Linked DNA regions of Sus scrofa: region 1 is linked to region 2. A link is a contact called in public HiChIP or PLAC-seq data. All regions are on one chromosome and are shown on one strand. Each heading gives the region's core, a stretch centred on a gene start, on an enhancer-like site or on the middle of the called end of the contact. The rest is flanking DNA. Distances are from core to core; before and after follow the strand shown. Region 1 overlaps DOCK10 (dedicator of cytokinesis protein 10). Region 2 overlaps DOCK10 (dedicator of cytokinesis protein 10).

Region 1 (3,400 bases), core at 513-3,012, 140 kb before region 2:
TGGCTATTCAGCACAAGACAAAGCTCTCCAGCACCCTCACCTTCATTAAACTCCCTTGCCTTTTGCCCAACACTCCCACCAAAAAGAAATTCCTGAAAGAAATTTCTGATTGTTTTATCTTTGCAGATGTGTTTAAAGCTGATGAATATAAACAGTCTATTTCTGTGTCACATTTGCATTCCATCACATTTATGGAGGTGTCTTCACTCAGGTTGTAAGAGGAGTGCGTATGTGTCTGAAACACAAGATTCGTGGGAATCTAAACAAATCCCGTTTTCTTTAACAGGAGGCAGTGCTTTAGTGTATCTTAGAAATTAGATTGCTGAAGATGGAGATTGTCCTAAGTGACAGCAAGTGTTGTTTCATTTATCTCATGTTGAGATGCTTGCAACACGTTTTTAGGAAGTTACATCATCTTACAATTGCCATCAAGCTGACAAATTGTCCCTTGGAATCTTAAAATAGCTACCTCTACTCAGAGGAGAGAAACCCTGCAGAATGCATTACAGCCATCAGTGTCACTGTTGTTCATACAAATATTATAATAAAGTCTGATTTTTTGGAGAACAATCATAATAAAACAAAGTAGAAGGGAAAGTTGCCTTTAAAATATTATATGTTGCTGAGTTACATTGTTTGGCAGAAAATAGAGCCTTTGTTTTCTGATTAGCTCATGATTTTTCTCCTGCTTTGCCAATATGTTCACCATATTTTATCCTGGTCTTTGCTGTGACTCATCTGTTCCACTCGATAGAATATATTGACCACAGATGAACATAAATGTATGTCTTATTCTCAACAAAATGTCAAGGACATACAATTAGAATTGTTATGGCTCCTCTTTTTAAAATGTTACATACTTGATATCGATTGCTAGACTATTCACTTATGAATCATGGCTAATGTGAGTATTATAGGAAAGCAAAATCACATTACATTGTTGGCAGTTTCAAATTATGAAAAGACATAGAGGTAAGTGCTGTGTCTGCCTAGACACATAGTTGGTTTTATGTTGCGTCTGTATTTCTGACGAAGCTAGATTCATAAGGAATTAAGGCACAAGAACACCATATGGAAAGCAGATTCACTTGTAATGGACACCCGTGTCTTCGGGGCTTCGGCTTGTTGGTTTAGCTTTGTCAATTGGTCACATTGGCTTATTGAAAGCATGGGAACTTAACCTAAATGATACTCAGATTTTGGCTGCTGGTCCTTAGCTTAATGATCGTGAAATCAGCAGACCATGCTTTGCAGAATAAAAACCAAACATGAAAAACTTCCAATCTTTTTGTCTGTCGCATTCCAGCCCAATACCAAAGCCAGGGCTCGGGGCTGTGTTTGCTAAGGAGCTCCCAACGATGAGAGGATAAACCGTCTGTGGCAGAATGGGAGATTTGGTGGCCGAGAAACGTGGTGCAGGCCACTGTGTTGGATAGAAAATAATAGGCATTGAACAGCTGGAGCCACATGGAAGCCAGGAGGGGAGTAGATGCCAGGAGTGGCAGGAATGGGTTTAAAGAAGAAAACCAGGCAGGAGCCTGGAACACTGAAGTGGGGTTGGCTTGAGGGTTTGTATCTGAGCCAGGAAAAAAAAAAAAAAAAAAATTAAACCCGGCTCTCTGGAGCTTTAAAGTTGCCAACCCCCAAATTCACAGTTGTCTTCTTTTTAGTTAACCATGAGACTCTGCTTCAGATCTTGGAAACCCAGAGCCCGAATTAGTTGGCCAGTGTGGTATTTCTCCATATCTGTTCAGGAAACTACCCCATCATGTGGTTCGGGGGACAGCCTTTACTCACTCGAAATCCCACACGTAATAAATAGCAGGGTCCTAGGGATATGAGGGCTGCAGCACAGGCAGAGAACCCCCTCTTCTTTTCCTGCTCCTTCTCCTCCTCCTCCTCCCCCTTCCTCCTCTCTCCTTCCCCTCCTTCTTCTTCTTCTGCCGCACCTGCAACATATGAAAGTTCCCAGGCCAGGAATTGAATCCAAGCCTTGTCTGTGGCAACACCAGATCCTTTAACCCACTGCACAGACCAGGGATGGAACCCGTACCTCAGCCTTGACCTACCCCCCTGCAGTGGGATTCTTAACCCACTGAGCCACAGTGGCAACTCCCACAGGCAGCCAATGAACAAAATATTAGAGGATTGGTGTCCACTGTGGCTCAACTCATAAGCTGTTTTCTCTCTTACATCATCACGGAAGTGTTTCAACAATTTAAAAGGAAAGGTATAGGGAAGGGATAGCCACTCAAAACCAGATTGTTGCTAATTGATAACAGAGCTTTGCATACATACACATGGCAGCTTGGAAAGGTCTGGAACTTCCCCCACTTTGGCGACGGCTTAATCCCCTTCTGTGAAACCAGCGGAATGCTCTGTCCTAGGGAGAGAACGATGGTTAAGACAGGATGCACGTTGCTCATTTTGCTCAGCTCCCTGATTCAGTCCTGCAAGGAATGGCAGCTCGCTCCACATGGATTCCTGGGCCAGGGTTTCTCCCTTCCACCTGTTCAGAAGCAGAGATGAGCAGTTCAGTCCCCACGCTTGCTATGACACCCAAAAGAGAAGAGAGGAAACTAAATCTTTTGTTAAAAATAATGCTTCTATGTGGTCTTTTTGTCTTTCAGGGCCGCACCTGCGGCATATGGAATTTCCCAGGCTAGGGGTCCAGTCGGAACCCTACTGGCCTACGCCAGAGCCACAGCAACACAGGATCTGAGCTGCATCTGTGATCTACACCACAGCTCATGGCAACACTGGATCTTTAACCCACTGATCGAGGCCAGGGATTGAACCCGCATCCTCATGGATGCTAGTCAGGTTCGCTAACCACTGAGCCATGATGAGAACTCCTAAGCTTCTATTTCTTTCATCAGCATCTTAATAGTTTTCAGAGTACAGTTCTTTTGTCTTTTTAGGTAATTTTATTCCTATTTATTTTATTCTTTTTGTTGTGATGGTAAATGGGAAAGTTTCCCTAATTTCTCTTCCTGATCTTTCATTGTTAGTATGTAGAAATGCAGTGGATTTCTGTTGTATTAATTTTGTCTTCCTGCAACTTTACCAAATTCATTGATGAGCTCTAACAATTTTCTGCTAGTTAAAAAAAAAAATGCTTCCTCAGGCACTGTATTTTCCTTTGAAAGTGTTTGAATACTGCACGTAAAAAGCAAGTTATTACATTGGTACAATATTCCTGAAAGCTTACTTTCTGTTGTAGAAAATCCAGTCAAACATGAGATGTAGGGCAGCTCTAACCTAGAGGCCTCCCCGCTGTGAATAGAGAATGCGTGTTATTCCAGCAGAGTAGCTGACCTGGAGAGGCAGCCCATGGGGCTGGCAACCAGACCAGGGCCTCTGTTCTCTGTTGGCCAGAATAAGGAAGAACAGATGCAAT
Region 2 (3,496 bases), core at 203-2,702:
CCCTTGCCCAGAGCAGTGTGTTAAAAGGATTCAGCATTGCCACAGCTGTGGCATAGGCGGTGGCTGTGTTTCAGAGTCAATCACTGGCCCAGGAACTTCCATAAGTCGTGGGCATGGCCATAAAACTTTTTAAAAAAGCAATATTCGACTAGATGTGGAAACCCAGTATTTGTGTACAAATGTTTAATTATATCCATGTATAATTTAATAAAAAGCAGTGTGCCACTTACGTAGTGCATATGTAGACTTCAGTACAAACTTTCTGCTCTCTTGGTATATATTTTTGAATTTCTTTGAATTTGCAAGTAAGTCATGGATGAGGAAGGTTGTATTATATATTCATGTTTTCAAGATCTGGATTAATGCAGAGTCAGCTTGGGAATAAAAATGATCTGGAGAGGGACAGTGGTGATGGTTATACAGTGTAAGTGTACTTAATGCTATTAAATTGTGCACTTAAAAATAGTTAAAATAATCATTCTACTGTTATGTATATTTTTACCACAATAGAAAAAAATAGTTTTATCAGGTATGGAAAATGTGGTTCTGATCTCGGGCTTTCCACAGTTTACTATGACAGTGGGCTTTTTTTTTTTAGGGCCACATTGTGCTTTATGGAAGTTCCCAGGCTCAGGGTCTAATCAGAGCTGCAACTGCCAGCCTACACCACAGCCACAGCAATGCAGGATCCGAGCAGCCTCTGTGACCTACACCACAGATCACAGCAATGCTGGATCCTTAACCCACTGACCAAGGCCAGGGATTGAAGTCGCATCCTCAGGGATACTAACCTGGTTCGTTACCACTGAGCCACGGGAACTTCCGACAGTGTTCTTTTTGAGCTAGCAACGTTCCCTGCTATGAACTGGGAAGGAGCATTTTCCTGTTTTTCACAAGGAGGGTAAAGAATATTTTAAACCCATTTGAATTCACTGAATGTCTACCTGAATGCGTGGCTTGGCGATTTTATGCGTACCTTAGTATAACGAGTCCTTGATCATTCACCCTTCTGTCTGGAAGACCATCAACATAGCGAACCATTCGTAATGGGAATACTGGGTGTGCCTTGGGGCTTCTTTTTCTCAAGAGTAAGATTCCGAGGTTGCTTCTACATGATGTAAATCATTTGAAAGAAGACAAATATCCCATGCAAATTCTCCTAGCTACAAAATGTAGGATTTTCCAACCAGGTATAAAGGAATGCCAAAATTTCGGATGATGTTGTCTGGTGTCCATTCAACCATGTGTTATGAGATAGAATCAAGGGGAGGAAAGTCTGCTTCCATCTTATTTTACCATTCGTGGAGCCACGTGCACGCTCTTGCTCCTCTAAGCTGGTCAGTGATGCTTTGACATAGAGGCCTTTCTCTGCTACCATGGGAATGCCCAGAGTGAATTGCCATTAAGTCATGTTGGTACAGACTTTGGGGAGAGGCCAAGGTTAGGGGGGCAGCGCAGCCTAGTGGCTGGAGTGCAGCTTGGTTCTCAGGAACACGGTTCTTCAAATGGCCAGCCTGTACCCTTGGGCATGTCATATAATAGCAAAGAAAAAAAAAAAAAAAGGATAACACAACTTTGTTGATATTCCACTTCAAAATGTGGAGGAAGGACAACTTAAATCACCAAACCTTTAAAATGATGCCACTTGCTTTTGTCTAATTAAAAAGGGTATGTGTAACTCTGTACGAATATGATTTAAAATGAAGATGTATTTACTGGAGGTAAGATAGAATGGTATGGGGGAAAGGTAATACTTCCAAAGGCAATGGGACCCTCATGAGATTACATTATTTTATGCAAACATGTAAGAAAGCCACCACAGTCGCTGTTACCCAGGGAACCGCTGAAAGCAGTGTGTCAAATGACAAATCAGAATCTTTTTTTTTTTTTTAATATCAGAGCAGAATACAAACCAGAGAAACTTCCTTCACATTCCTTTGAGGTTGACCATGAAGATGCTGATAAAGATGAAGTAAGTAAAAGTGAAATGTTTCAAACATAAGGAAAATGTGCTCTGCCTCTCATGAGCATGTTTCAGATTCTGACCAGTTTTTCATACAGCTGCAATAGCTGTTGGTGTGAGGGCTTTTAGGCAGCATGAATCATGTTTGTTTTGAAAGGGAACATGATTATTTAAGATGAATCAAAGAGAGGAGGAGTCTCGGTTTTAAGCACAGGGTCTAAGAGCTGGGATTCACAAAAGAATGCTGTGATGTTAATGATGCCTTTTGCACAGGATACCACCTCCCACTCGTCTTCCAAGGGCGGTGGGGGAGCGGGAGGAACTGGAGTTTTCAAGTCTGGCTGGCTGTACAAGGGGAATTTTAACAGCACCGTGAATAATACCGTTACTGTTCGGGTAAGGAGACATCAAGATCCATCTGTTTCTGCCACCTTTCTTTCACCCGCCCCCTCACCCCACCCCACCCCTGCTTAGGTCGCAGAACTGAGGGCAGCTGTTTGTATTGAGTTTGTGTTTCATGTCATATTTTATTTATAAGAGAGAGGAATGCTCTTCTCTAGACCAATACCCTAGAAATGTAGCACTCTTGAAGCAATTAGAAAAATGCTAACTTCCATGAATTTGAACTACCTCCTTTTATTTTTTCCTTTATTTAGTCATTCAAAAAGCGCTTCTTCCAGCTGACTCAGTTGCCAGATAACTCCTACATCATGAATTTTTACAAAGATGAAAAAATATCCAAAGAACCCAAAGGCTGCATCTTTTTGGATTCTTGTACAGGTGTGGTACAGGTGAGTAGAAATCTCCTCTCCCCTGAGGTTTTTTTTTTTTTTTTAATGTGTTCATCCAATCATCATCCATTTATTCTAAAAGTGGCTTATGGAGTGTCTGACAATGAGCCAAGGACTCTTCTGGACTCAAAGGATTTAGTGGAGACCAAGGCTACCTAAATACTTGCTTTGACAAAATTTACCTCAATGAATTAAGGAAAACAGAAAATCAGCAAAGAAAGAGACAACATGGAATAATTGGTGCAATCTGGAATAAAGAAAATAAACAGGGTTACAAAAGGGAGAGAAACAAATGGTGAGGTTGGAAAGGAATGTCAGTGCTCTAGACATGAGAAGAACATTTTTTGAAGAGAAAATATTTGATCTAGAGACTAAAGATGAGCAAGGGCAGCACGTGCAAAGGTCCTGAGGCAAGAGCAGGTCTGATATATTCTAGAAGAAGAGGCAGTGATCGCCTGTGTGGCTGCAGTGTAGAGAACCACTGGGCTAAAGAATTCAGTAAGGTATTATGTAAATAGCATAGTACAAGAATGCTCTTCATGAACATTCTCTTTATTATTAGGTAATAATGAGATAGTAGATTTACAGCATATACATGCATCCGCCTCCTGCTCAGAGTAGGTTTCTTCCCAGTCAAGGGTTACATTGTTTCTCAAGAGTTTAATCTCAGAAACAGACACAATGCTTTTAACAGACAATGCTGTTCTGCAAGCACTCAGTCCAGTCCCCAAATTATTGTCCT

What was found. HiChIP or PLAC-seq counts read pairs in DNA pulled down with a chosen protein or histone mark.
Region 1: an H3K27ac HiChIP or PLAC-seq map of alveolar macrophages shows a contact between it and region 2. The contact joins two enhancer-like sites. A contact is called at or near these places in 3 of 47 Hi-C or Micro-C datasets (blood, embryonic fibroblasts and fetal liver) and 1 of 2 datasets of contacts at active chromatin or transcription factors (alveolar macrophages).

What each region holds. Positions count from the first base shown.
Region 1 is chr15:126,684,258-126,687,657 of Sscrofa11.1, reverse strand. The region is part of intron 1 of DOCK10 (dedicator of cytokinesis protein 10); the gene reads left to right. Among named protein-coding and RNA genes, the nearest start is that of DOCK10, 26 kb to the left of the region's middle. Within about 2 kb of position 1,762, at least 2 of the 83 cell types and tissues checked have an H3K27ac peak or open chromatin away from gene starts, as enhancers often do. A contact at or near this core is called in alveolar macrophages, where this site is marked.
Region 2 is chr15:126,547,562-126,551,057 of Sscrofa11.1, reverse strand. DOCK10 (dedicator of cytokinesis protein 10) reads left to right here. Exons shown (of 56, transcript XM_021074807.1): 5 at 1,900-1,972; 6 at 2,237-2,359; 7 at 2,620-2,754. Among named protein-coding and RNA genes, the nearest start is that of DOCK10, 160 kb to the left of the region's middle. Within about 2 kb of position 1,452, at least 7 of the 83 cell types and tissues checked have an H3K27ac peak or open chromatin away from gene starts, as enhancers often do. A contact at or near this core is called in alveolar macrophages, where this site is marked.